Regions from separate parts of the Sus scrofa genome. Here regions 1, 3, 4 and 5 are each linked to region 2. Evidence: chromatin contacts called from public Hi-C and HiChIP or PLAC-seq data. All regions are on one chromosome and are shown on one strand. The core of a region is the stretch at or near the end of the contact, and the rest is flanking DNA. Distances in the headings are between cores, read along the strand shown.

Region 1 (5,412 bases), core at 1,071-3,570, 430 kb before region 2:
CAGGCAGTGTCATGCAATGTGAGTGGGAGTGTGGTATAAACAATCCGTATCTACCAACTCAAATCGTGTGTACATTTTAACCCAGTATATATCCCATAAACACGAAAAAAAAATGTAAATGCTCACTGTAGCTCTGTCTATGTTAAGGGGAAAAAAAACAAAAAAACAAAAAAACAGAAACAACCTAGAAGCTTGTTAGCGAAGGTGTGGTTAAATAAATTACCCTATGTCCACACCATGGAATACTGAACAAGTATTTTTTCAGTGAGGTAGAGTGAGCCCTCTGTATTCACAGACGTGGAAGCTGCAGGGAGCTAACTGTATCATTTTTATAAGAAACTTGAGCATCCAGGTATTTATTGTAGAGGATCCTGGAACCAACCCCTGGCGGATATCTCAGAACAGTGTACATCTCAGAACGTGGTTGGCAGCTACAGCTTGGATTCGACCTCTGGTTTGGGAACTTCAATATGCCATGGGTGTGGCCCTAAAAAGACAAAACAAACAAAGAGTACCAATAACTTGTATGATTTTAAGTACATATATATATATATAGTTAGCTTATATTCATATATACATATATAAAATCTCCAGCAGTAGGCATTTTAAAAAAAATACACCTTCCAGGTTTGAGAAAGTGAAAAAGGTCTTTCATATTTCACATAATAACCTTCAATGATATTTAAATTCTCTTTTTAAAATAAGGAAATACTACTTTCATACTTTGCATCAGTTTTTTTTCAAAAGTCCTGATCACACAATAAAGACGAACTTTATTCATCTTGTATTATCAGGATACTCTTCAATTAAATAGATCAAGAAACTTCAAAAGATTTTTCACAAAGGTGAATTTTTATTCAGTGCCTAACAACTGCTCACATTTCTTACCATAAATATAATAGGAAAGCACTGAAAACTTCCAATAAACACTAAAATAAAACTTTCAGTTCTATTATTACGCTTAACAATTGTCTTTGCTCAGTTACCATTCTGGACTAGCGCATTTAACTTACATGCTCAAGCCTGTACTACCCTCACTTGTACAACTGTTTGTAAGCAGTCGCACAAAGACAGCAATTCAAAGACAGCCCAGGCACAACATAAGTTCACATGTACACTATGTGTACTATTCATTCATTCACCCACTTGGCAAACACGTATGCAGTGCCCACTAAAAGTCAAGCACTGTGCTAGATGCCAGGAAGTTTTCTATAATTCAGGACACTATCCAACTGTGAACTGTTTGGTACTGGTTCCCAAGGAGATAAGCACAGAAACTGAGTTTATTTTTATATTAAATTATATAAATATTAAATTATAATGCCAGACATCCAATTCCATGTCTGCTGACTCAAAAAATCTGAATAGTATTTATGTGTACTTCTTCCCTTTCATTTATCTAGTAACTCTATCGTATTTTACAAAATTATTGCCCAACAGATGGATTTTTTAAGATCATTTACAGAAAAAGAAACTGAAGCGCTGACAAGTTAAATTACTTGCGCAAGTTCGGAGCGGTAATTTTCCCATTCGCCTATCCACTGAATTAAGAAATATAAATGAAGATCCTGGCACGCCAGACACTAGCTCCATGCTGTAGCTACTGTGTAGAACACCACCACCTGCAGAGAGCCCTGCCTCTACCGGTGAGAGTCCAACTCTACTCCAGGTCCCCAGAGTCGCCCTAGACGCCGCTTTGGCAGCGCTCGCTGCTGATTTCTTTCCAGCACTCGGCTCAGGAGGACAAGTGCAAAGGAGTGTGAACAGCGGAGGCCTAGCATACAGATACCGTACAAAAGTACTACAAACGGAGGAGAATCACCACGCGCTCTGTTCCAACCACACTGCGGCTAAAACAAGTAGAACACACCGCCACCCCTTGCTCCACTCCCCACGCTGGACCTGCCCCAGCCTCTCAATCCCACCCACTTACGTCGTGCTCCGCCCTGACCCCAGCGCCACACCCCCTACGCCGAGCTCGGTCCTGGCTCCCGGAGGGACCCAAACGGCGGGCTACGCCTCCATCCCAGATGCCGGGCTCCGCCCTACCCTCCGGCCCCGCCCGCCGCCGCGTCTCTAGCGTAACTCCCGCGACTCACTCTCATCCGCCCGAACTCCGCCTTCTGCTGCAACTCGGAGTGCCGCTCCAAAGCGCTCGCGAAGCCGCCTGGGCGCTGTTTAGGCTCCGTGGACTCAGAACTTTCGCTTCCGGAGCCACTTTCAGTGCCTGTGCCTCTACAGGGCCGAGAGAAGAAAAACACTCGCAGAAAATGACTCTTTGCGGTCACAGCACGGGTCCTACACAGCGCCGCCATGACGGCTCTACAACCCCTGACCTTTGGCTTCTCCGCAGGCGCGCAGGTCACGGGGCGGAGCAACAAGAGGTCCACCTACTTGCAGAGGACTCTGGGCTTGTGGGCGTAGCCTAGTCTGTGCACCGGGGTGGTGTGATATGAGAGGCTCTTAAACCAAGTCTGGTAGTTAGAGGTTCCTTACCGGCAGCGACCCGCTAAATTTTGCATGAGAAGCTTTTTGGCTCGCAGTAATTTCGCCTTCCTATAGGTTCCTTTTACAATACTGCTGTAAATTCTGGTCATGTGACACCAGCTGGCCCCGCCGCCTGCGCCTATGCCCAGGTGGCCCCAAGGCTTGTTTCCCCACCGCTCTCCTGGTCTTTGCTTAAATGCGCCATTCTCCTTGGTTATCTTATTTCAAATTGGAACTCCAGACAGTATTGGGCTCCTGCGATTTTCTCTATACCATTTAGCGCTTCTTAATATGCCATGTCATTTACTTATAGTGATTTTGTTTAGAGTCTGCCTTCTCAATTTGTAAATCACGAGGGCAAGTATTTTGCTGCTGGATCCCCTATCGCGGGTACATAGTAGGGCTCAACCATTTGTGAAAGCCTGGATCCAAGATTGTCTTTCGTGGCCTACTCTGCAGTCAGTCCACCAACGTCACAAAAATACTAGATGTTTTTGGTTTAGCTATAATCCCTTCTAGGGAATTGAGTTTCGTAATGCCTAAATATGTACCACTAGGGGCCCCACCCTCACATGATTTTCTCCCTTTTTCTCTCACAACGTTGATTGCCAGAATTTGCCCACCCTCTTCCAAACCGAGCCTAACGCCATACTTGAAATGTTTATGAATTAAGCTGTCCATCCATCTTCTACCCAGCAGTTATCTATTAACGAGCATTTATTTATTTGGGGGTAGGCAGCAGGCACTTTTCCAGCTCATTTGCAAATCCTTTGATGGAAGGCGTTTTTATGTGTGGCCATAGTCTTTATTTTTAAATGCCTTTGACTATGGATTTTAAACCTATTTGATGTTTTCATCAACTGCATAGACAGTAGAGACAACACTGGAAGTGCATTAACCTTGAAATGGCGCTTAAGTGTATGAATGACATGTGACTTCTTACTAGCCACAGGTAGGGTAATTCTCAAATTCCGTAGGGGACTTAAATTCTACTCCAGGTGAGTTCTCCCTTTTGGTACATAAACCATTTATTGCCCCTGACCATTAATGACGTCTTGTCTGAGATATTTTTGCATTATTTTCTATGGCTGCTGCTACTCTATTTCCCTTCAGGAAAAAGTGTGGTCCAAGTTCCTATTGTGGCTCAGCGGTGAAAAACCCGACTAGCATCCATGAAGACTTGGCTTCAGTCCCTGGCCTCGCTCAGTGGGTTAAGGATCCAGCATTGTCGTGAGCTGTGGTGTAGGTCACAGACACAGCTCAGATTCTGTGTTGGTGGGCAGCTACAGCTCTGCTTTGACCCCTAGCCAAGGAACTTCCATGTGCCATGAGTGTGGCCCTAAAAAGACAGACACACACACACACACACACACACACACACACACACACACACACACGTCAGTTGTAAAGAGCATTGGCCAACTAAGAATGCATAGTTCTAGTCCTAACTCCAATACTGATGATAAGCAAGCCAATTTAATGTTGCTGGTTTCCTCACATAAAACAAAGCTATTAAACCCTATCTGAAGTTATAAAGAAGTGCTTTGCACACTTAACTAAATCAGCACCTACAGAACAAACAAGATTACTAATACCCCAGCTCTGAAATTCAACAGATGTGTTATACTCATGTCCTACTCATGTCAGCCAGATCATAAATTCCTTGAGGAATGTGACAACAGGCAATTTGGGATAAATCCTATAATTCTTAAGGTGTAAGTTTTACAATAATGTTCTACTGTATACCACAGGGAATATATATTCAATATTCTGTAATAAACCATAATGGGAAAGAATATGAAAAAGGATATATATGTATAACTGAATCACTTTGCTGTACACCAGGAACTAACAACACTGTAAATAAACTACAATAAATTTAAAAAAAAAATCTGTTTATACTGACTCTAAAAAATGTTTGTATCGACTGACTTCAGGTTATGCCTAGTAGAGCATCAAAGGCATCAAATGAAAGGGTGAAGGACTGAGCGGTCCTTGCTTATACCAGGGTCAATTGTAACATCAACACTAATGGCAATATTTTATTTCATTTTGCTTTTTAGGGCTGCACCTGCAGCATATGGAAGTTCCCAGGCCAGGGGTCGAATCAGCCACAGCATCACAGGATCTGAGCCGCGTTTGCGACCTACACCACAGCTTACAGCTATGCCAGATCCTTAACCCACTGAATAAGGCCAGGAATTGAACCTGCATCCTCATGGATACTAGTCGGATTCATCTCCACTGTGCCACAAAGGGAACTCTTAACAGCAATATTTTAATATCTTCATGGCACCTTTTGATCCTGCTCTAATCCTTGAACCACACCTTCCTTCTTGATTTATTAAAAATATAAGCTTCTGGAGGAGTTCCCATTGTGGCATAGTGGAAACGAATCCAACTAGGAACGATGAGGCTGCAGGTCCGATCCCTGGCCTCGCTCAGTAGGTTAAGGATCCAGCGTTGCGGTGAGCTATGGTGTGGGTCGCAGAAGCAGCTTGGATCTGGTGTTACTGTGGCTATGGCGTAGGCTGGCAGCTGTAGCTCCGAATGAACCCCTAGCCTGGGAACCTCCATGTGCCACAGGTGCCTGAGGGGCAAAAAAAAAAAAATTAAAGTAAAAACATAAGCTCCTTTTTTCCCATATAGTTTGCAAAACTGATAGGACACTTTGTAAAAATATTAGTAATGGCAGATGATAACAAGTGACTAAAAAGCAATTCAGGTTCTGGTTACACATCTACTAGCTGTGATCTCATCTAGAAAATGGTGACTACATCGCACCCTTGAGTAAGGAATTAAAGGAAATGAGTGTGAAATGCCCAACAGTTATTGAAAGCTCAATAAATAGTGGTTAAGTGGTTAAAGAGGTAATTCAGAAATTCATGCCTCTCGGAATTCCCATTGTAGCTTAGTGGGTTAAGA
Region 2 (6,218 bases), core at 696-3,195:
ATAATTATCTTGAACATATTTTATATTAGTTTGTGATTAAACTCTCAATACTTTGTCTTTTAAGTTATTTTTATTTTTTCCATTATAGCTGGTTTACAGTGTTCTGTCAATTTTCTACTGTACAGCAAAGTAACCCAGTCACACATACTTATATACATTCTTCTTCTCACATTATCCTCCATCATGCTCCACTGTGACTAGATGTAGTCCTTTAAGACATTTCTTAGAAGAGTAAAAAGCTCCTCCATTGCTTGAGAATATCTTTTTTACCTGAAATACAGTTGAATAAAAATAATAAAGATTTATTTCACATTTCAAAATAGTAGAGTCTAAACACTTTAAAATTGGCTAGATTTAGCTTATTCGAAATTTTACAAATAGGGGTATAAGGGCTCTAAGTTGGAAAATCTTTCCCTGAAAAACTTGACTATGATTATTACTATGACTTTCATTTCCCGCTCAATCTGTTCTTCTAATCATTCTAAATTCCATATGCAGTGTAAACAGTTAAAAAACAAGTCCTAAAAAGCAATTCCTGTCATACACACGTTCTTCTTCGGAGTCGCACACGGCGTCAGTATAAGCAGACTCCTCCCCACTCCTGGGGAAAACCCTGCCTAATATTTATAACGTTATGACATACTGTAATACTCACAAGGTGGTTGTAGAAGTATAAACACGACTGGGGTTATCTGATTGGCTGCCGGTGATGTAACACCCATGTCAATACTTCCCACTGAACGCACGTGTTCGACCTTTTATTTAAATTTCCATTTCATCACAGCAATAAGACACTCGGGGCGGTGCATTTTCTGTGAAATGATTATTGCCCTGGGCCTGAGGTGCTGCCTCGCGCACACAATGCACCAGACAAGGAGGTGTCCGTGGTTGCAATCTCCTCGCGTGAAAGGCACCGCCTGGTCCAGTCTTTGTGAAGGAACAAAATAAGTTCACTTCCTCGGGCACCGCCGCCCACCCCCAGCAAATGACACGGCTGGAGCGCGGCTCCCACCGCACAGTTTATTTCCAAAGTCCCAGGTGAACTCGTGGCGAGAGAAGGAAAATGTGCCTCCTGGGCGCGGGTAGGTGCGTGCGGGCAGCGGGGAGGCGGCCAGACCCTGACACTCGCCAGCTGTTTGTCCTCCGCGGAGCCCGGCCCCGGCCGCACACGCCCGCCCCCTCCCCGAGACCCCCAGCCCGCCGCCCGGCCTTTTGTCCCCCGCCCCTCGGCCGACTTCCTTCCCCGCGGCCGCACCCCCGCCCCCAGGCCGGAGGCGCGGCCCGGCCCCTTTCCCGGTCCCCTGGCGCCCCCACCCCACCCCAGCCCAGCCCCAAGCCCAGCCCCCCTCCCCCAGCCCGGCCCCCACCCTTTCCCCCTCCAGCGGTTACTGCTACCCCGGTGCATTGTGGGCGCACGGTCCGTTGTTCATTTGCCATTCGACCTCCGCCAGGGCCTGGTCGGACGGAAACGCTCCGCCGGCTTTATTGTCGGTTCGTTATGTGGCGGAGCCCGGCAGTTTAACGTGCCTGTCGCCCTCACCGCCTCGGAAGCCGGCGGCGGCGGCGGCGTCGGGACTCCTCGGCGCGCCGGAGGAAGGATATCTGTTTGCAGGGTCGGTGTGTGCGCGCGGCTTTAAAGAGGGGGCAGCGGAGGGTCTCCCCGCACTCCGCCTCTCAACTTCGAAGGCCCCACGCGCCCGGGCTCGCTGCTCACCTCTCCGCCGCCCGCCCCCTTCTCCGCGCGGGACGCTGCCTGGAGCGCAGCGGGGCGGGGGTGGAGGACGAGGAGGCGGCTGGAGGCGGCGGCCCGGCGGCCGGCGGCGGCGACGGACGCGTGAGGCAGCCCCGGGAACGAGCGCGAGCCGGGCGGCCGGGCGGGAGGGCGAGGCCGAGCCCCGCGAGACCGGAACGCCCGGGGTGGGGGCGGGGGCGAAGCGGAGGGGGAGCGGCGGGGAGCGCGCGGGACGCGGCCCGAGGCCGGGCGCGAGCCGGGGCACCGGGCGGCGGCGGCGGCGCGCGCCATGTCGTTCAGTGAAATGAACCGCAGGACGCTGGCGTTCCGAGGAGGCGGGTTGGTCACCGCCAGCGGTGGCGGCGGCGGCGGCTCCGTGAACAATAACGTTGGCGGGGAGGCCTCGGCTTGGCCCCAGCAGCCCCAGCCCAGACAGCCCCAGCCGCCAGCGCCGCAGCAGCTCAATGGGCGGGGGGCCGACGAGGAAGTGGAATTGGAGGGCCTGGAGCCCCAAGACCTGGAGGCCTCCGCTGGGGCGGCCGCCGCCGCCTCCGAGGAGACCAAGGAGTTGCTGCTCCCCCAAGACGCGGGCGGCCCCACTTCGCTGGGCGGCGGCGGCGCGGGGGGCCCCCTGCTAGCGGAAAGGAACCGTCGGACTCTGGCCTTCCGCGGCGGCGGCGGCGGCGGGGGGCTCGGCAACAATGGCAGTAGCCGCGGCCGCCCCGAGACCTCGGCGTGGCCCCTGAGGCATTTCAATGGGCGAGGGCCGGCGGCCGTGGAGCTGGAGCTGGACGCGCTGGAGGGGAAAGAGTTGATGCCGGACGGCGCGTCCCTGAGCGACAGCACCGAGGACGAAGAGGAGGGGGCGAGCCTGGGCGACGGCAGCGGGGCGGAAGGCGGCAGCTGCAGCAGCAGCAGGCGGTCGGGCGGCGATGGCGGGGACGAAGCGGAGGGCAGCGGTGTGGGAGCTGGCGAAGGAGAGACGGTCCAGCACTTCCCGCTCGCGCGGCCCAAGTCTCTAATGCAGAAGCTCCAGTGCTCCTTCCAGACCGCCTGGCTCAAAGATTTTCCCTGGCTGCGCTATTCCAAGGATACTGGCCTTATGTCTTGCGGCTGGTGCCAAAAGACCCCCGAGGACGGGGCGAGCGGGGACCTGCCTCAAATGGGGCACGACGAGCTTTCGCGAGGGACCCGCAACTACAAGAAAACCCTCCTTCTGAGGCACCACGTCTCTACCGAGCACAAACTCCACGAAGCCAACGCCCAGGTACGGTATACACTGCTGCTACTTTTTCAGTTTGGGGTGGTATGGGGGGGGTTATCAACTAAAAAAAACCAAAAACCTCGAAACCGCTTTCCTGAGTGAAGGCGTCTTTCCTGTTGGGAGAGAGGTGTAGGAATCTTACGGGTGGGGGTTTTGAAAGCCTGGGAACAAGTTTTCGAAAGTTATGGGGGAGGGAGGGGGAGGGGATGACAATTTTTTTCTAATCGCAGCGCTGAATTTGTTGTAACTTTTTTTAAGACTCAGATTCCTTTGCCCATCAGATTGAATCAAAAGGAAAGTTTAATAAAGCGAGGTTGATGGTTTTAACCCTGTAAGGTTGACTTTGTGGTCAAAATGTTATTAGCTGTGATTTTAGAAAAGCTGCTTCATGTTCGCAGTCTTTCAGAGTGCTGGTGGAAGTCAAATGTGGTAACTCTTTGAAGGATGAATTAAACAATATCCTTAACCTCTGACGCTACCCCTTTTAGGAGAACATCCAACCGAGAAAATTCTTTATATGTCAGGGTAATATGAAATATGAGAGCAGTCTGTGAATGCAGAGGAAGCTATTCAGCTAAGACTCCTTTTTTGTGAATAATTTTACTAATTTCATCTCCATTAAACTTCTTGTTGAACTTTTTTTAGCAAAGGCATGCTTATGGTAGTTTTTACTTGTTTTCTTAGATTTCTGTGCTGATATTTTCTATAATCCTTCCTTCTAAAACGTTTCTTATAAATGTAGTTTACTTAGCGTACTAGAAATGTTTAAAGTTATTTGTGCCAAGTAGTTGATTTGGTAGAGAATATATTTACCAAACTCCTTGAAATCATGTGCTCTTAGTTATAGAACAAGTAAGCTATACTTCAGCTCTTTTTAGCTCTTGTTTTAATATTTCTAGTATAAGTCTTAACATTTTGATAATCCCCTTTCAAGCCAAACAGATGTTGATCTGTTCTTCTAAGACTTGAGACAACCTGTGGTGGTGGATGGGATTCATTCTTTTGTATTGCTACCCAATCTTGGGTTTTACAAAGTCACCTTTCAGATACTAGTCCCTTTTTGTGTTTATTGGAGTGGTTTTGCTATTCAGAACATTTATACTGGAGTTAATTAGTAGCACAGAAGTTTCTCAGAAGTTGAGGCTTTAACTTTAAAACGTAAGGTTATTTTTCTCAGGAGGCAGTAGCAACAGTTTTTGCACAAGTTTTAGTTGCCTAAGCCCTAGAAGGAAGGTCACTTAAAGATACAAGGCACAGAAAGGTTAAGTAAATTGTCCCCAGTCTTAACAGTTCGTGGTGATAAATGAGACTAGAGTCTATAAGGAATGTTGCAATGGGGGAAAAAGGGGTTTGAGTAAATCTAGGTTCAGATCTCAGCGTTCTGCAATTACTAGCTTTGTGAGCTTGGGCATCGAAGTGCCAGACTTTCCTTTGACAAACACAGATGTCCCTTACACTGACAAGTAATTATTTTGTTCCCATTTTACAGAAGAGGAGTCTAGAGGCTTTAAAAGTTTATGAATCCTTGAAGTTATTTTAGTAATAATGACAGAGGTTAGAGGGCTTGTGAAAATGGAAGTGTACTTTTCTAAATAATGTAAGTTGTGTATAAAAAAAAATTTAGACAGAGTGAATTTTCCTAATATTCAGTGGACCAGTTACTCTTCTCCTGCATAGTGTCTCCCTGTAGGCAAATCTAATGGGAGTGCAAATTGTAATTAGCTGCTTAGTGAACCTGAAATCAGAGGAGGGGGAATTAGTTGTATAACTTTATGATGGACTTAGTATGGTGTATCCTCCCTTAGGCATGTGTCTGGATTAGGGGATTCATTCCTAGGTAAAACCTTTTCTAAACTTGATCCCTGAATTATGCCTCCCTTACCCTTTGCCTCCTTGAAATTCTCTTTTTACAGATATAATCTGCAGACCACCTTTCTCTTAGGACATTCGTTCATTAGACGAAAATAACAGTTTAGTAACCATATTTGTCTAAGGCTATTTGATTGATTCCCTTGATTGACTTTTGCATGTTTCCATTCAGAATTGATCCTAATCATTTCTTTGTTTTCATTCTAACCACCTTTAGTTTGGGATGTTATCTTGTGATTGACCCCAGGTACCACCTACAGAATCTCTTTGTCTTGTTAATTCAGGAATGACAGGTTTAAGAATTGACTTATTTCTTCCAGTAAGCAGTTAATCATTTTTTTCCATTGCCCTGTAGCCTTTGATTACCTGTAGGAGGCAGTATAAGACAGTCTGTAAGAGCATTCTTGAGCTTAAGTAGGGAGATCTGGGTCCCAGTCCTCTTTCTTGACAAGCTTATGAGTTAGCCTTTAGTTTACTCATGTATGCAAAGTATATGCCCCAGCACATAATCAATTAATAAATGATAACTGTTACAACATTGTTTTTGGTGGCCTGGTACCTCATGTCTCAACATTAACCAATTTTGTCAGTTTGGAAGCTACTTTATTTCATGCAGTCTGCACTTGATTCTAGAGAGCAAACTGTTCTCTTCATACTATTAGAGGTCTTGGCCATTCAGTTTAAACATTCTGAGACTTTCTCATCATACATGGAATTTTTCTCACTTTCATAAAGAATATCTCAGGTCAGCTTTATTCTGTCTATCTCAAGTTCTGAGATAAGAGTTTGAGACTGGGAGATAGTTCACTCCATTTATGTCCCCATCCTTTAAAAAAAAAATTTTTTTAGGAGTTTAGCTCAGTGGGTTAAGAAACCGACTAGTATCCATGAGGATACCTATTCCATCCTTGGCCTCACTCAGTAGTTAAGGATACAGCATTGCTGCAAGTTGCCAGGTAGGTCATAGATGCAGCTTGGATCTGGTGTGGCTGTGGCATAGGCTAGCAACTGCAGCTCTGATTAGACCCCCTAGCCTGGGAACTTCATATGGCTCAGGTGCAGCCCTAAAAAGAAAAAAATTTTTTTAAAGAGGCCTGTTTTTTTTGAGAGGAGTTGGGCCAAATCTTAGTATGTCAGTTAAGGTTGGTTACTTTGCTTTTTCTTTCCTCTACTTTTTGTAAGAGAAAAAATTATTTTCCATTAATTCTATGGTGATGCCTGGAGGATTGAGGCACATTCTTAAGAAGTTTGATATTCTTCTGTCAAATGTTAGATTTTAAGGATTGCTGATGGGAGAGACTATAAATATGCTTTCAGAATCTGTTTCAGAGGCTTCTATTTCAGAAAAATCCC
Region 3 (5,599 bases), core at 2,083-4,582, 380 kb before region 2:
GGGTCAATCCATTCACCGCCCTGCGACCAAAGTGAGCTTTCTAAAACAAGACTCTGACCATGGCACCCCTGTTCTTAAATCCTTGTGTGGCTGCCCCGCTCCTAGAAAGCTCATTGCTCTTGACAATCTGGAAGCCACCCACCCCATCTTCTGCTGCTGTTCACTCTCAGCCCCACTCCCACCCCAAGGGCTCTCACTCCATCCTTTAACCTGCAGTTCCTTTAGGGAAATGTTTATTTTTAAAGGGATGTATTAACTCAAAAAGTAAGAAAAAATTAGCTGCCTCCGATACTTATTTTTTCCATTTAATTTTTTATTATGGTACATACATAACATACAATTGGCCACCTTTAATTTTTTTTTTTTTTTTTTTTTTTTTGGCTGTGGCATGTAACGGCTTGATGTGGGATCACAGCTCCCAGACCAGGGACTGAACCCAAGTCACATCAATGATTAGTGCCAACTCCTAACCCCTAGACCACTCATCTTAACCAATTTTGTTTTGTTTGTCCATTTTTTTGTCTTTTTAGGGCTGCACCCTTGGCATATGGAGGTTCCCAGGCTAGAGGTCGAATCAGAGCTGTAGCTGCTGGCCTACAGCACAGCCACAGCAACACCAGAGCCAAGCGCCGTCTGAGAACTACACCACAGCTCACAGCAAGGCCAGATCCTTAACCCACTGAGCAAGGCCGGGGATCAAACCTGTGTCCTCATGGATGCTAGTCAAATTCGTTTCCACTGAGCCACGACTGGAACTTCATCTTAAACATTTTTAAACATACAAGTCAGCAGCATCAATTATATTCATGATGTTGTACAACCGTCTTCACCATTTCTTTTCAAATGCTGCTTTCCTTGTTTATGGCTTTGCGCATTTTATTTTCTCTTCCTGAAATTCCCTTCTTATTTCCAAGTCCCATTCATTTTATTTATTTTTTGTTTCTTTTTACAGCTGCATCTGTGGCATATGGAAGTTCCTGGACCAGGGCTCGCTCGAATCAGAGCTGCAGCAGCAGGCCTACACCACCACAACACAGGATCTGAGCCCCATCTGCAACCTCTGAGGCGGCCTGCAGCAATGCCAGCTCCTCAGCCCACTGAGCGAGGACAGGGACTGAAGCAGCCTCCTCCCAAAGACAATGTCAGGTCCTTAATCCACTGAGTCACAACGGGAACTCCCAAGTGCCATTCATTTTAATACATCAGTAGGAAAAGTCTCCTGCTCTTAGAGGAATTTCCTGAACCTTGTAACCCGGGCTATCTCTGGGCATAACACCCTCTGTACAGTGTCTACTGTACTTAGAATGCAGCCTGCTAGGCTGGGAAACATTTGCCCTTAGCCCTGTGCTCTGATCCCAAAGCTTCAGCCCTGTACAGTATCTGGGGCACTGTGTGTGTCACACAGCAGTTGCTCAGCAGCATTCTGAATAAATAAATTGTAGGAAGACACCCTGTGGAGTTAGAAGGAGAGATAAGAACCCAATCTCCCGTCATTGTCTACACTGCCTCTCTTTTCATTTTATATATTTCCTTCCCACTGCACTGCTTTCCCCTACAAAGGATTTTCCTATTTGAAACAGACATAAAATGTCACTTTTCTTTTGCTTTGTTTTGTTTTTGCTTTTTAGAGCCACACCTGCAGCATATGGAAGTTCCCAGGCTAGGGGTCGAATCGGAGCTACAGCAGCCGGCCTATGCCACAGCCACAGCAACTCGGGATCTGAGCTGCATCTGCAACCTACACCACAGATCATGGCAACCTCAGATCCCTGAACCACTGAGGCCAGGGATCAAACCCGAATCCTCATGGATACTAATCGGATTCATTTCCACTGCGCCACAATGGGAACTCCCCAATGTCACTTTCCTAAAGAAATACCACTCTGTCTCATACATAATCTACCAAAAGATTGCTACGACTTGGGGCGGGGTACCTGTCTTCATTTATAGAGAGTGTGTACACAGCCAAACGCATGAGGGTTGAATAGTGTGGCTCAAATGACACCACAGCAGGAAGAACAGACATCAGCCACACCCAAGAAAATTCAGTTAGGAGGAAAGAAGTGGCCAGAAAAGCAGTCTAGGATACCAGCTCTTAAAGTCAATGTTAAAACACTATCTACCCAAGAAAGAATTTGTAAGATTATCATCAAGCCCTAGAAGCATCTCTGGAAAACAAAACTGTATACACCTTTCTTACGTAGTCTTCAAAGAGGCAATGAGAGTAGGAATAAGAAACTAGTGTCTCTAGGATCCTTTTCTTTAAGCACATACAAGAAGTATGTGCCTCTGTTTTTTCACCTAGGGACACCAAAAACAGTACAACATATAGTTCAAAATATCTGTAGTGGTCATATCCACAAAGATCACAAGATAAAGGTTTTTTTTTTTTTTTTTTTTTCACTTTCAAAGTCTCTGCTCAGGGCTCCAGCTTTCTGGGTCTTGTTCTTTGTTTCCAAATGTGACAAAATCCAGAAGAGGGGGAGGAATACTTGGAGGTGGCCACATCAAAGTGGCTCTCCTTAAGAGACCCTAAAAGCAAAGGATCCACTTAAGACAAAGCTTCCCAGATGTGACAAGATGGACATTTTGAGCCAGACCTTCTTGGGGGGAGAGGCTCTCTCCTAGGCATCGTCCTGGGGGTGGTCCAGGCATCCACTCAGTTAGGGTCTGCAGCAGCCCCTCCCCACACTCAGAAATAACCACCAAAATTGTCTTCAAACCTTCTCCAGATGTGGCCAGATGCCTACCCGGGGTGGGGGGAGCAAAAGTGTCCCCCCGACTTAACGCAAGGAGGTCTCTGATACCTGCTATTTGACACCAATTAATCTTTATTTTTAAAAATTAATTAATTTCATTATAGCTGGTGTTTACAGTGTTCTGTCAATTTTCTACTGTACAGCGTTTTGACCCGGTTACACATACATGTATAGATTCATCAGAAGTGATTAGACATAGTTCCCAGTGCTATACAGCAGGATCTCATTGCCCACCCATTCCAAAGGCAACAGTCTGTATCTACAAAGGGATTCGGGAGCATGGGGCCATGAAACTTGGTCTCATCTGTCACTTCCCCCTACTTGCTCATGGTGAGAACAGTCAAACCTTAGGAGAGAAAAAGGAGGCAACTCATCACTGTCGAGGTGGCGAGGAACAGGAAAGCTGAGGAAACCAGAGTCACTCCATTGGGAAAGAGCCAGGAGCCTAGGAGAGGAACTGGGCAGTGACCGGGTCATTAAAGAGGAAATTCCTGCAGGCCGGGAGCGGGGCAGGCAGCAGGGATGGAAAAAGGACAAAGAGAGCTTGCAAGTCAAATGGGACTCAGATCTGAAAGCAGTGGGGCCCTGAGCAGCGGTCAGCTTTCTGCCCAAGAAGGTCACCCTCCCCACATAAGAGTGGAGGAGGAAGAGAGATGGCTAAGGAAGAGCATTAGAATTTTCTTTCTTAACTAAAAATAGAACTACCATTTGATCCAGCAATCCCACTCCTGGGCATCTATCCAGAGAAAACCATGACTCAAAAAGACACATGTGCTCCTATGTTCATTGCAGCACTATTTGCAATAGCCAAGACATGGAAACAACCTAAATGTCCATCGACAGAGGAGTGGACCAAGAAGATGTGGTACATATACACAATGGAATTATTACTCAGCCATTAAAAGGAAAGAAAGAACGGCAATTGCAGCAACATGGATGGACCTAGAAATTATCATGCTAAGTGAAATCAGTCAGATAATGAGACACCAACATTAAATGCTATCACTGACATGTGGAATCTGAAAGAAGGACACAATGAACTTCTTTGCAGAACAGATACTGACTCATAGACTTTGAAAAACTTATGGTTTCCAAATAAAACAGGTTGGGGGATGGGGGATGCACTGAGGGTTTGGGATGGAAATACCTTCAAATTTGTTTGTGATGATTGTTGTATACCTATAAATGTAATAAAATTCACTAAGCAATAAACAAAATTAAAAAGAATTTTCTTTCTTTCTTTTTTTTTTTTTTTTTGTCTTTTTAGGGTTGCACCTACAGTACATGGAATTTCCCAGGCTAGAGGTTGAATCAGAGCTGAGGCTGTTGTCCACAGCCCCAGCAATGCCACCAGGAGAAGTGGAGGCCAGGGATCGAACTTGCATTCTCATGGATACTAGTCAGGTTCGTTACCACTGACCCACAGTGAGAACTCTGACTTTAGAATTTTCAAATGCCTCATGTGCTCCCTCCAGAGACTCCTACACTGACCCCTGAATCACTTTCACCTTTAAAAAAGAGAGAGGAGGGAATCTTTAGTCAGTTATTTCAAAGCCAGCCATCCCCTCAACTCCAGTCAAGTGTAAAACTAGGAACCAGGACACTCTATGAAACAGGGGCAGGTGCTGAAAGGTCAACCACTGAGGAACTTAGGGATCCCCAGAGGGGAACTCATTCCATCCTTCAATTTCCTCTGTAGCAATAAGAAGGTTCTACATCAATTCTGCTCCGACTTTTATTTTGTAAACCATATATGTACTATGTAAGATCTTGACAATCATGAAAAACTTTCAAGAAGTGATAACCACTTCCCTAAAAAAGAAGTGAGAATGACACAGAGTAGAAATCAAGAAAAGGAATAAAACAGAAGGAAAAGGACTCTGAGCTAAGGGATTTCCCTTTGATATTTTTCAGTGTTTTTAGAATTTCAAATAGGACAGCATAAAACTAAAATGTCAGATTTTTATATGGATCCTATTTTCTCAAACACTAGAAATAACCAAAGTGCTTTTTTTTTTTTTAAATAAACCAGGGCTAGAGTTTCTGTTGTGGCTCAGTGGTTAACGAACCTGACCAGGATCCAGGAGGATGCAGGTTCGATCCCTGGCTTCACTCAAGGTTAAGGATCCGGCATTGCCATGAGCTAAGGTGTAGGTTGCAGGTACGGCTCAGATCCCGCCTTGCTGTGAGCTGTGGTGTAGGCCAGTGGCTATAGCTCCGATTCGACCCCTAGCCTGGGAACCTCCACATGCTGAGGGTGTGGACCTAAAAAGACAAAAGACAAATAAATAAATAAATAAATAAATAAACAAACCAGGGCTGCATCTTTCTGTACATTAGAAAAGTCTTAAGAGGAAGAGTGAATCTACATAAATAACATTTGGGAAGTTACCTTGTAGATGTTCATGGAACGGAAGAGAAAATGCAGCCATGGACACTGGCTGGAGACCCCTCTGCTGTCCACACGGCAACATGGACAATTCAGGTCTAAGCGGCCCATGATGAATCAACAAACCACCCCACAGTGAGACCCTTGACCAAAGGAAAGAGTAAGCTTTGAATGATTAACCTGTTCTGTGATATCTGATACCAAAAGGTGGAGATTTCCTGTGATCAAAACACAAAATGGGGAGTTTCCTTCATGGCTCTGTGGTTAAGGAACTCGACTAGTATCCATGAGGATGCAGATTCGATCCCTGGCCTCTCTCATCAGGTTAATGATCTGGTGTTGCCTGAGCTGCGGTGGAGGTCGAAGATGTGGCTTGGATCCCGAGATGCTGTAGGCTGGCGGCAATAGCTCCAATTCAACCCCTAGCCTGGCAACCTCCATATGCTGCAAG
Region 4 (6,134 bases), core at 2,177-4,676, 440 kb after region 2:
AAAAAGCAAAAAAAGGGACCATGTTGCTGGCCTTTATCTGCCTCCCTGACATATATCTAGTTCTAGCCACACGCACTCTTTTCTCTTTCCCACCTCAAGCCATCTGCAATAGTTATTCCCTCTGCCTGGAAAGATCTTCCCAAGCTGCCTGTCTCTGATCTTAGAACAAATGTCCCCTCCTTGGGAGTTCCCTTTGTGGTGCAAGTGGAAACGAATCCAACTAGTATCCATGAGGATGTGGGTTTGATCCCTAGCCTCACTCCCCCTCCTTGGGAGTTCCCTTTGTGGCGCAGTGGAAACGAATCCAACTAGTATCCATGAGGATGCAGGTTTGATCCCTAGCCTCACTTGATCCTTTGGGTCAAGGATCTGAAGTTGCCATGAGCTGTGGTGTAGGTGCAGAGGAGGCTCAGAACCCACACTGCTGTAGGTGTAGCATAGGTTGGCAGCTGTAGCACCCACTGGACCCCTAGCCTGGGAACTTCCATATGCTGTGGGTGTGACCCTAAAAAGCAAAAAAAAAAAAAAAAAAAAAAAAGGAGAGAGAGAGAGAAACAAACAAATGTCCCCCTCCCCCTACTAACTTTCTCCTTCTCCTCCTAGACCCTGAGATTCCATGATTTCCCTCATCCCATGCATAGAAATCTCCAGTGCCGTGCTTATTTATTTGCTTGTTTGACTGACTTGTTCTGGCTCCTCGTACTAGATGTAGGCATCTGGAAGGTGCTTATTGCTGTGTTCTAGACTAGTACCTGGCACATGCTAGGTGCTCAATAAATATTTGAATATATGAATGCATAAATATGCATAAGATATTGACATGCTCATATGCATTAGAATAAAATGAATCTGGGAGTTCCTGTGTAGCTCAGCAGGTTAAGGACTCAGCATTGTCACTGCAGCCATTTGGGTCGCTGCTGTGGCACAGGTTCAATCCCTGGCCTGGGCACCTTCACATGCTGCGGGCAAGGCCAAAAAAAATATTAAAGAATAAAAATGATCCTGTTTTATTCATGAGAAAGCCTCTTTAGATGCAGTGTCAAGAATGTTTTAAAGCAGTAAAAGATTGTAAAAATTATACCTCAAATGACCCAATATATAAATTCCTAAAAAGTTATGGGCAAAACATTATAAAATGAAGCCCATTTTGAAAGAATTTAAGGGCAATTTGTTTGGAGATATGAAAAATCTTTTTTGATAGCGTGAATTATCACACCCTAGTTCTTTTGTTTTTATAGATTTGGGTTGTGGTTTTTTTTTTTTTTCCTACATTGGGTTTGCTTTGATCACAGAGCATAAATTATAATTAATTTTTTATCACAATTTGTGCAACCGCTGTTCAAATCACAAGGCATCTTTTCAGCATTTCTGGACAAAAATACTAAGGAGTCACTACTCTTGTTACTTAATGTCACCAATGCCATGTGACTTAATTCCAAACCCAGCTATATCCTGCAGTGACACAATGCAGGCTTTTTATTCGACCATGGTAATGAGTGTGTTCATGGTCTGGATTCCAACAAGCAACTGTCAAAAACTATCATCCCAAGTGACTACTGGCTGGAAATTTCTCACTCCCAGAGCTGGTACTTCCAGGGTGGTCTAGGAAAGAAATTTGTGCCATGTCTACTCTGGGGCTATTCTAAATGCTGATGTTTAACATTTCTTTGCAACTGCAATTTCATGCTTTGAGGAGCTGACTTTTTTTTCTGCAAGCCCCTGACAATTTTTTATAGTCTATATCTATTGACTTCATTTGTTTATGTTTTTCTTTCTGATATACAACAACTAGTAGTTATTCTGTTGATTTTAGGCACCACTCTTCAGAAAAATCGCTCACTCCATAGCTTACCACTTGCTGCCCTCAAAACTTCTTAGCAACATACACTGTGCATGAACCTCAACGTGGTTGGCTTTGTCCAATCACATGCCTGAAAGCCCAGCCAGTCAGTTGTGTAATAATAAACCCCTTATCTCCTGAAGATACACAAACGGAAAGATCTCTCGGTGCTTCAGTGCACAAGGGACTTCTCTAGAATTCTCAACAGAAACTCACATCCATTTTAAATGCCAATTTCCACACACACACACTTTCTCTGATTTCCTCTTTTTCTCTCATCTGCAATGTCGAAGAGAGGGGAAAAAAACCCAAATGCTAAACAATGTCGAGTTTAAACGCGCGGTGGTGGGGTAGCGGGTACTGCCAAAACCTGCCAACAAAATGCAGATACAAACCCAGGGCTTGCTTTTTGCTGTACTGGGTTTACCGGTTCCCTTACAGGCGCTTGTGATGGAAACTCACCGACAATTGTTCTTGGATGCAGACGGGGTTGAGAGATTGACAAGAGAAGCTGTTTGCTAGTTTCTATGAGCTTGACTAGCCCTCAGAATACGAGGAGGTGGACACTCGGGCTTCCTCAGGGAAGAATACCCCCTCTCACTGCCTCCTACCTCGCCTGTCCTCACCCGCCGCAGGTCCCGGCGCAGACCTGCGCCTACCTGGTCCCAACTCCAAGTTCCCCGCCTCACCGGGGAGAAGCGTCCTTTACCCGCACTCACACCGGACAGCGCAGCCGCCCCTGCCCAGGAGGAAAGGGGGAGCGGCCGCCGGGAAAGGTGCTGGGGCCCGAGCGGTGAGCTCATCAGTCCCCTCGTTCTGCCCCGCGCGGCCGCCTGCGCCGCCGGACACACCCCTCCGGGCCCGGCCTCTGCGGTCGCCGGTCCCGGCCTCAGCCCGCACCGCGCCGGGGCCCCCGGCCCCTGCCCTCCCCGCGCCAGTGGGTCCCGCGCGCGCCCCCGGACCCGGCACGCACCTTCAATGTGCCCCGGGCCGGGCCCTTGGGAAGCGCGCGACCGGGGCCGAGGGCCACGAAGCGTTCCTCGGCGTCCTCGTCGTCGTCTTCGCCGTCCACCACCTCGACGACCACCTCCTCGTCCTCGTCTTCCTCGTCGTCATCCTCCTCCTCCGCTCCCCCTCGGGGCTTTGCCTGCACCCGCCCGAGCCCCCTCCGCCGCCTGCTCCCGCCTTCCTCGTCCTCGTCTTCCTCCCCTAGCAGCAGCAGCACCGGAGACGAGGCGGCGGCGGCCCCGGCGGCCCGAGGGGGGCCGGTCCCGGCGCTGCGCGGCGTTGGTAGCGGCGGCCTCCAGCTCTCCGGGGCCGGCGCCGGGGCCGGGGCCGGGGCGGGGGGCGGGAGCCCAGGCAGCGCGCCTTCCCGGGCCGGCGCGGACGCGGGGCCGGGCGGCTGCAGCGCGGCGCTCCCCCGGCGGCTGCCCAGGCTGGAGCGCTTGGCTAGACGCCGCGCCTGCATGCCTGACCGCGGGCTGCCGGCCGCCGCCGCGCGGAGCCGGAGAGTTTGTCACCTCCCCCCTCCTCCTCCTCCTCCTCTTCCTGCCCGGGCGGCCGCTATGGTCGCAGGCGCCCGGGGCGCGGGGCTGCGGGGAGCTGCGGGGGGCTGCGGGTGCCGCCTCCCCGGGCCGCCAGCTGCCACTGGCTGCAGAGACGCGGGCGCCGCCTTCGCTGGACCGGCCTGCGGGGACGCCGGCGGCCGGCGGCTACGGCGGGGCGGCGCGGCGGCCGCGGGCGGGGGTGGGTGTGAGCGAGCGGCGCGCTGCCGCCTCCGCCGCCGCCGCCGCCGCCGCCGCCGCCCCGGAGCCACGGGCCGCGCTGCGCTCCATGCGGCCGGCGGCCGGGCCCGCGCGCTCCGGGCCTACAGCTGCCGTCTCCAGGCGCGAGCTGTTTGTGTTGTGTATTTTCCACCACCGCCCCCCTCTTCGCGAGCCATTCCTCGCAGCCCTCCGGTCCCCCCGTGCAGACAAAACCCGGACTGGATTTATTTCCCCTACCCAAAGCCTCCGAAAATCGGGTGTTTCCAAGCCTTCAGCCCAGCCGGGGAGGGGGGCGTGGGGGGGGGGCACGCTTAACGCGTGGCTGCTTATTCCTTTCCGAGGGAGGAGGATCGACTTCGCGGGAAGTAAGGTTGTTGGTCAAAGTCTGACTTTGAAGGGAGAGATTTGCCGCAAGTCGTTTAATGGTCTACCTGGCAAGGCGATTTACTCTTGAGCTTATGTGACATCGGCAACGGTGTACCAACTCGAGATTTGGGGTCAGCTCCTAACATGAATCATCAGACTCATGTGGTTGTTTGAGGTTCTGTTTCATGACATTGCCTGCTTTGAACACACCATTCTAGGCCCTGCCTGTTGGGCTCTCTTGGCACTGTGCAAAGTCTTGCAGCTTCTCGTTCTGCATTTTTACCTTGAGTGCCTGCTTGTAACAACTAAATTCCAAGAAGGCCGTGGGCTCTCACCAGTCAACGTGTAGATTACTGGCCCTTGGAGAAATCAAACAGGATGGGGAGGGGGCGGCTCAGTAATTACTTGAGGTTGTTATTTTAAAAATTAATGTGAAGTATGATCAAGTATGGAAACCAAGCGCATAACCAGCTGGACACAGAACTAAGGACATTGTCCGTTTCTAAGGATTTTTAGGTGTGAGGAAGAGAAGTCATTTGCTATTGTTTGGGGTTAGCAAACAGTAATTAATGCCACATAAGCAAACAGCTTGTATCGTAAGCGGTGTTCTTTGTACTGAAATCACAAGCCAAGTTCCACCTCTGTAGGTGAGGGCTGAGGAGGATCTCACTCATCAAATACTCTGGCAGGTGCCTCCAGGAGACTAGTGTAAACGATGTCCCCACCCTCAGCTCCCTCTCACGGTAATGACTGTGGGAGATTTAACATCACGCTTACACTTGAAGGCAGCTCATTAAATGTTCACTCAGGGTGGCTTCCAACTGTTGAACATTTCCACTGGGATGGTGACAGAGATTCTAAAATGAACTTTCTTTTCTCCCTGAATCAGATTAGCTTCCTGATATACCCATCCGGCTAATGACACTCTCATTATAATCATTAGGGCCCAAAATAGCAGTATCATGTTAACTCTCTTCTCTAGCTTATTCCTAGAGGTAGTTCCCCACAAGTCCACTCCACTGTTCTCTCTGAACTGCATCTTGAATGCACCCCTTCCTTTCCATTCCTAAAGCTCCTACGAAAATTTCATGACAACAAAAGTGAAAGTTTCAGAAGTTCCCTTGTAGCTCAGCGGGTAAAGAACCCAACATAGTGTCCTTGAGGAGGCAGGTTTGATCCCTGGCCTTGCTCAGGGGGTTACGGATCTGGCATTGCTGCAAGCTGTGGCATAGGTCACAGATGCAGCTCCAATCCAGCGTTTCTGTGCCTATGGCGTAGAATGGCAGCTGTAGCTCCAACTAGACCCTTAGCCTGGGAACTTCCATATACCTCAGGTGTGGCCCTTAAGAGGAAAAAAAAAAAAAAAAAAAAAAGCGAAAGTTTCCAACAGGCTCTCTACATCCAGTTTCTCAATAACACACCCTCCCCGACCCTGTGCAGACACAGCCATCTGATGCATCTTCCCCTAACTTCATTCAGATCAAGACATTTTCCCCTTGAACTTTTCATTGGTAAATATTCCATTCCAGAATTTAGAAAGAGAAAACAAAATGGTTTGAGCATCCTAAGAGGTGGGTGTGCTTGATCAAAGCATGGAACATCAGGGGTCAGTCAAGAAGTAAACTAATCAGTGTCAGTGAGTGTTTGCAGAGAAGGGAAGAGGGTCACTGAAAGGGTTTCATCTCATCTGCAAGAAATTTACCTTGGTTAGTTTGGGATATGATTTTAGAGAAAGGCAATAGGGTCTTTCTCTGACTAGGAAGAATAAAGATCAGAGGAAAAGCATTGGCTGACAGATACAGGGAAAGTGGTAGAGGGGAGCAAAGGTGTTAGTCAAGTGGACTAATGGTTAAACACATGGTCTTGGAGTTCCTGTCATGGCTCAGTGGTAACGAACCCTACTAGGATCCATGAAGATACGGGTTCAATCCCAGGTTCTGCTCAGTGGGTTAAGGATCGAGCATTGCTGAGAGCTGTGGTATAGGTCAAAAATGTGGCAGCTTGGATCCCACGTTGCTTCGGCTGTGGCATGGGCCGGCAGCTGTATCTCTGATTTGACTCCGAGCCTGGGAACTTCATATGCCATGGGTGTAGCACTAAAAAGCAATAAACAAACAAGCAAACAAACACATGGTCTTGGGAACCAGAGTACCTGGGTCTGA
Region 5 (5,490 bases), core at 230-2,729, 300 kb before region 2:
GATACAAATAGAAAAATGCTGGCTTATGTGGTGGCCCTTAGGCCTTCTTCTAACAATACATACAAGACCTGTGGGGAACTTTCTGACTCAAATATTTAAATATCTACCATGTGGAAATCACCAGGTTACCCAATGTAGACAAAGATGAAGTATTATGCTTCTAACCTCAGGAAGTATAAAGTCTAGACAATATGCGCACACACCCACACACATATATACACATATATAATGCATTACATATATACTATATATTACATACTGTATAAAATGTTTATAATATAAGCATTCATAGGTTAGGCGTGAGATTAACTTGAGGGTGGGGAGAAAGGAAGGGTTGGAAGGACCCTGAAGATTCTATCTTACAACTTATCAAAAGTAAAATACAAAATAGTATATATGGCATACGGTTTTATCTAAATAAAAACTCACATGCATGAAAGTAAATACTGGAGGGTAAAACCATTTTTTAAATGAAAATGGTTGTGACAGGACTCAAAATAGGAATAATTCCTAACCCCACTTTCTAAAATTTACCATTATAGTGTTATCTTCATTTTAGCCTTTATATATCTCTTTAAAAGCATGCCACGAATCTGTGTGCAGTTGCTGGGTTATTATCAGCAAAGATCTCTATGATGTAGCAATAATTTAAATCTGAAAACGTTGCCCGACTACTGCCAGATCTCTCTTAATGAGTCTACAGGAGGCAATTTCACTTGAGATACTATTTTCAGAAACAAGTGCATCCAAAGCTAGAGTAATCAGACTAAGGGTTTTGTGTTGGGTGGGGGTTCACCTTGATGGGTAAAAGAGAACTTTTCCTATGAAAATCTCCCAGCCTCCAAATAAACCGAGAGACACCACTCCACATGTTAAATGTTTGCATCCAGAACCATCGCAACGGGCTCAAACGCCACCGAAAATCCTAAACACGTTAGTAGAAGAGGGCAGAAGAGTCTTGACACGCGAGGTGGGGAGGATTTCATGTTCCCATCTTGATGAGCGAAAAGACCCGCTGTCCTCAGACCCTCAGTTTCCACCGCTTACGGAGCTGGCTAAACAGTACTCCCCGGCGCTGCTTTCTACCAAAGCGCATCTCAATCTGCAGCCCCGGCTCGGTGAGCCCGGCGCCAGCCCTTCGCCGCCTCCCAGAACCTTCTCTTTCTTTTTCTTTCTGCTGTCTCGCTCCAACACACTCGCACACCCTCGCGGCCCCATCCGCCCTCTCCGCTCCCTGCAGCTCGGCCGCACCAGGACGCCGGATCTGGATCCTGGAGATGTAACTTGCGGCGCGGGCAGCGAAGGCTCTGCACCTGCCTGGGCGCCAGGCCGCGCACCGCCCCGCGCGGCCCCTACCCCGACCCGCACCCGGACCCCGCGCCCAGTCTGGAGGCTCCCTCACCTTGCTCGCCGCGGTCCATGTCTCCCGCCTGCCGGCAGCCCGTCCCGGATCGGCTCGTCCGCCCGCCCGCCCACGGCGCCGCGCTCCTCCTGGCCTCCGCTGGCAGCTCCCGGGAAGTCTCCTCCCCCAGAGGCGTCGGGCGCGGTGGCGCCGCCCGCGCGCGGTCGGGGAGCGCTTTCCCCGGGCGTCACCCAACCACCTGACCCCGCCGGCTGGTGCGCTCCGCCGCGTCGGCGCGGGAGGACGGGCGAGCCGGGCAGGGCGGGCGGGGCAGGGCGGACGGCTGAGAGCAGGCAGGAACTCGCCTGGGAGCAGCAGGAGGAGGAGGGAGGAGAAGGAGAAGAAAGAGGGAATGGGGGCGGGGAGGGGGGTACGACGAAGACTCCGCATTAGCGTAGAGGCTGCATGGGGACCACTTGGGGACCCCGATGGCGTGGGCGTCCACCGCCAAGTTATCACATCAGAAGTTTCCTGGGGGGCACTGAAATGGCCCTTTCTCTGCCTCCACGATTACCTGCTCTTCTCTACTTTAGTGGCAAACACAGGAAGGTTATTTAGAAATGCCAGCGGCTCTTTCTTCCTTTCTATTGTTCAAATTCTTCTACTCCCAAAATCATACCCTAAGCTATCTGCAAGACTGGTCCAAAGCAAGCAAAGAGGCGAAAATTGCAAAGAATCTCTCAAACGATGTAGTCCTGTCTCCTTCACGGAGAGTGTGGGTTTTCGGTGACAAATTAGGTCGATTTTCATGCACTAAAATCTGACTGTTTGCAGGATTAAGAACAATGTTTTGAAATGAAGCAAATGAAATGTTAAAAATAAATTGTTAACCAAAGGGTAGAATTATCAACAGGGACCATTTGAAAATACATTTGAAGGTTTCATGACCATTGATCAAAGGACAGTTTGAAGTTCCTGTAAGAAAACTTTTCCTTATTAACACAAACACTCTACTTACGAAGTGTTCTGCAGTTACTGGTCCTTCGTGAAGTCACTCCTTCGAAGGTAATACCCGAATTTCCTAAGCCATCTGTATCCGCTAATAGGACAAGCTTCTTTTTGGTGCTACGTGGAGATTCTAGCTTGGCCTTCAGCGGGCAGCTTTGCCTAGTACTCCACACGCACTAGACTCGTGTTAATATTTTGAAGTTACCTGAAGCCACTACATGTTTTCTATCCGTTGCAGTGTGTAAAATGCAGCTCTTTCCACTTGATATTTGTCTTCTGGTAAGGTTTGTTCTGTCTCCCTCAACCAGAGGAGACCTTTGAGTCCTCTTTGATTTCTCCTTCTCCCGCTGCGCTTGGCTTGGCTTGCTTTCTTTACTGCTAGCGCTCGTCTCCCAGGCCAGCCTGCCACAGCTATAGGTCTATCTGTTTCACAGCCCTGCTGGGTTTATCTGTTTCACAGCCTAGCAGTTTATAAGGTTAGAAGGAGGTTAAGAATCATTTAGGTTAAGAATCATTTCGGGTCTTTTTTTTTTTTTTTCACTGTTTTAACTATGCCATGCATTTACTCAATCTTGTAAGTTTATCTTCCAGGTTTAAACTTTTTTTATATGAAAGTTCCCAGGCCAGGAGGCGAATTGGAGCTGCAGCTGCTGGCCTACACCAGAACCACGGCAACCCTGGATCTTTAACCCACTGAGTGAGGTCAGGGATCAAACCCTAATCCTCATGGACACTGTGTTGGGTTCTTAACCTGCTGAGTCACAACAGGAAATCCCAAGTTGAAATTTTAAAACAAAGTATATTTTGTCTACCAACAGCCTAGTGTTTGTAACAAAGAGGTGCAATAATATGCTTTTTCAAAAAAGGCCTTTAAAAAATAAAAAATAAATAAAAATGGCCTTTTAAATGTAACAGTAGGTAAATTTTGGCATTGGCAGGAAATTCTATAACGTGGTTAAGAGTTTTTGACTAGCTGCTGCTCAGATAAAAGCTGGAAAGACAATCTCTCAAACTATGGACTAACTTGTGGATAAATAAATGGCACTCGTGGAGTTCCCATTGTGGCACGGCAGAAATGAATCGGACTAGGAACCATGAGGTTGAGGGTTCGATCCCTGGCCTTGCTCAGTGGGTTGAGGATCTGGTGTTGCTGTGAGCTGTGGTGTAGGTGGCTCTGATCTGATGTTGCTATGGCTGGGGAGTAGGCCAGCAGCTGTAGCTCTGATTCGACCCCTAGCCTGGGAACCGCCATTTGCCACGGATGTGACCCTAAAAAGCAAAAATAAAGTAAAAATAAATAGCACTTGAAAATAGTATTGGTTAAAAATACTATGTATTAAATTCTATTTAATTTTCTAGATAGTGATGAATTTGTTCTGTATGTTGGAAGAAAAACATGCCTTGTGTTCTGAAGAATTTATATGCTTGTTCACATCTGTGGCATAGATGGTTAATAGCTTACTCCATATCCAGCTTTCCCATTTTGCTTCCTGCAAGAACCCAAATATTGTTTGGGGTAGTAGTGTGTCCAGCTAAAACACTGGCCACTGAAGCCTCCCTGGTAGCTGGGGGTTCCTCTCTGACACATTAATCACCAATGAAATATGAGCCAAATTTGGAACTTCCAAGAGATTATTTGAAAAGAAAGACTTTGCTAGACCTAGAGATTATCATACTAAGTGAAGTCAATCAGATAAAGACAAATATCATATGATATCATTATATGTGGAATCTAAAAAAAAAAAATATATATGGGAGTTTCCATCATGGCACAGGGGAAACAAATCTGATTGGGAAACATGAGGTTGTGGGTTCGATCCCTGGCCTTACTCGGTGGGTTAAGGATCTGGTGTTGCCATGAGCTGTGGTGTGGGTTGCAGGCGTAGCTCGGGTCTGATGTTGCTGTGGCTGTGGCACAGGCCATCAGCTGTAGCTCTAGTTGGACCCCTAGCCTGGGAAACTCCCCATACCATGGATGTGGCCCTAAAAAGATAAAAGATGAAAAATAAATAAATTAAATAAAATTAAAGATAAATAAATAAATAAAACTACAAAGAAACTTATTTATAAAATAGAAACAGACTCTGAGTTCCTGTCCTGGCTCAGCAGTAACAAACCTGACTAGTATCCATGAGGATTTGGGTTCGATCACTGGCCTTGCTCAGTGGGTTAATCATCCAGCATTGCTGAGAGCTGTGGTGTAGGTTGCAGATGTGCCTTGGATACAGCATTGCTGTGGCTGTGGTGTAGGTCAGCAGCTGCAGCTCCGATTTGACCCCTAGCCTGGAACTTTCCATGTGCAACATGTGTGCCCCCCAAAGCAAAAATAAATAAATTTTTAAAAATTATAAAATACAAACAGACTCAAAGACATAGAAAACAAACTTACAGTTACCAAAGAGGAAGATGGAGAGGGATAAATTAGGACTATGGGATTAGCAGATATATACTACAATATATAAAATAGATAGGAGTTCCTGTCATGGCATAGCAGAAACAAATCTGACTAGTATCCATGAGGATGCAGGTTTGATCCCTGCCTTGCTCAGTGGGTTAAGGATCTGGCGTTGCAGTGAGTTGTGGTGTACATTGCCCATGTGGCTTGGATCCCACATTGCTGTGGCTGTGGTGTAGGCCGGCAGCTGTAGCTCTGATTCAACCCCTAGCCTGGAAACCTCCATATGCCCCTAAAAAGCAAAAAATAAAAAAATAAAAAATACAAAAATAAAATAGATAAACAACAAGGATTTACTGTATAGTGCAGGGAGTTATATTCAATATCTTGTAATAACCTATAATGAAAAATAATCTGAAATATATATACATATGTAACTGAATCACTTTGCTCTATATCTGAAACTAACAAAATATTTTAAATCAACTCTATGTCAATTTAAAAAAAAAAGAACTGGAGAGCTTGGTGTTAATAGATGCAAACTATTGCTGTTGGAATGGATTAGCAATGAGATCCTGCTGTGTAGCACTGGGAACTATGTCTAGTCACTTATGATGGAGCCTGATAATGTGAGAAAAAAGAATGTATACATGTATGTGTAACGGGATCACCATGCTGTACAGTAGAAAAAAATATATATATTGGGGAAATAACAATTGATTACAATTAAAAAATAAAAATAAAA

Evidence for each region. Hi-C and Micro-C count contacts between places; a contact is called where the count stands out from the background. HiChIP or PLAC-seq counts read pairs in DNA pulled down with a chosen protein or histone mark.
Region 1: a contact with region 2 is called in an H3K27ac HiChIP or PLAC-seq map of alveolar macrophages. The contact joins the promoter of MRPS28 here to the promoter of ZBTB10 in region 2. A contact is called at or near these places in 1 of 5 promoter capture datasets (liver), 1 of 47 Hi-C or Micro-C datasets (embryonic fibroblasts) and 1 of 2 datasets of contacts at active chromatin or transcription factors (alveolar macrophages).
Region 3: a contact with region 2 is called in a Hi-C map of embryonic fibroblasts, with 2.4 times the contacts expected there. The contact joins the enhancer-like site here to the promoter of ZBTB10 in region 2. A contact is called at or near these places in 1 of 5 promoter capture datasets (liver) and 3 of 47 Hi-C or Micro-C datasets (embryonic fibroblasts and mesenteric adipose tissue).
Region 4: an H3K27ac HiChIP or PLAC-seq map of skeletal muscle shows a contact between it and region 2. The contact joins the promoter of ZNF704 here to the promoter of ZBTB10 in region 2. A contact is called at or near these places in 2 of 47 Hi-C or Micro-C datasets (embryonic fibroblasts and epiblast stem cells) and 1 of 2 datasets of contacts at active chromatin or transcription factors (skeletal muscle).
Region 5: a contact with region 2 is called in a Hi-C map of liver, with 6 times the contacts expected there. The contact joins the promoter of TPD52 here to the promoter of ZBTB10 in region 2. A contact is called at or near these places in 2 of 47 Hi-C or Micro-C datasets (embryonic fibroblasts and liver).

What each region holds. Positions count from the first base shown.
Region 1 is chr4:56,604,650-56,610,061 of Sscrofa11.1, reverse strand. MRPS28 (mitochondrial ribosomal protein S28) reads right to left here and starts at 2,320. Exons shown (of 3, transcript NM_001185168.1): 1 at 2,100-2,320. The coding sequence starts at 2,315.
Region 2 is chr4:56,170,064-56,176,281 of Sscrofa11.1, reverse strand. ZBTB10 (zinc finger and BTB domain-containing protein 10) reads left to right here and starts at 1,945. Exons shown (of 6, transcript XM_005663005.3): 1 at 1,945-2,999. The coding sequence starts at 2,022. It overlaps LOC110260268 (a long non-coding RNA gene), which reads right to left and starts at 1,247. Exons shown (of 2, transcript XR_002343237.1): 1 at 656-1,247; 2 at 1-270.
Region 3 is chr4:56,553,759-56,559,357 of Sscrofa11.1, reverse strand. The region is part of intron 1 of TPD52 (tumor protein D52); the gene reads right to left. Among named protein-coding and RNA genes, the nearest start is that of MRPS28, 51 kb to the left of the region's middle. Within about 2 kb of position 3,332, at least 17 of the 83 cell types and tissues checked have an H3K27ac peak or open chromatin away from gene starts, as enhancers often do. A contact at or near this core is called in embryonic fibroblasts, where this site is marked.
Region 4 is chr4:55,736,323-55,742,456 of Sscrofa11.1, reverse strand. ZNF704 (zinc finger protein 704) reads right to left here and starts at 3,426. Exons shown (of 9, transcript XM_021089176.1): 1 at 2,814-3,426. The coding sequence starts at 3,308.
Region 5 is chr4:56,469,102-56,474,591 of Sscrofa11.1, reverse strand. TPD52 (tumor protein D52) reads right to left here and starts at 1,479. Exons shown (of 6, transcript NM_001244387.1): 1 at 1,403-1,479. The coding sequence starts at 1,421.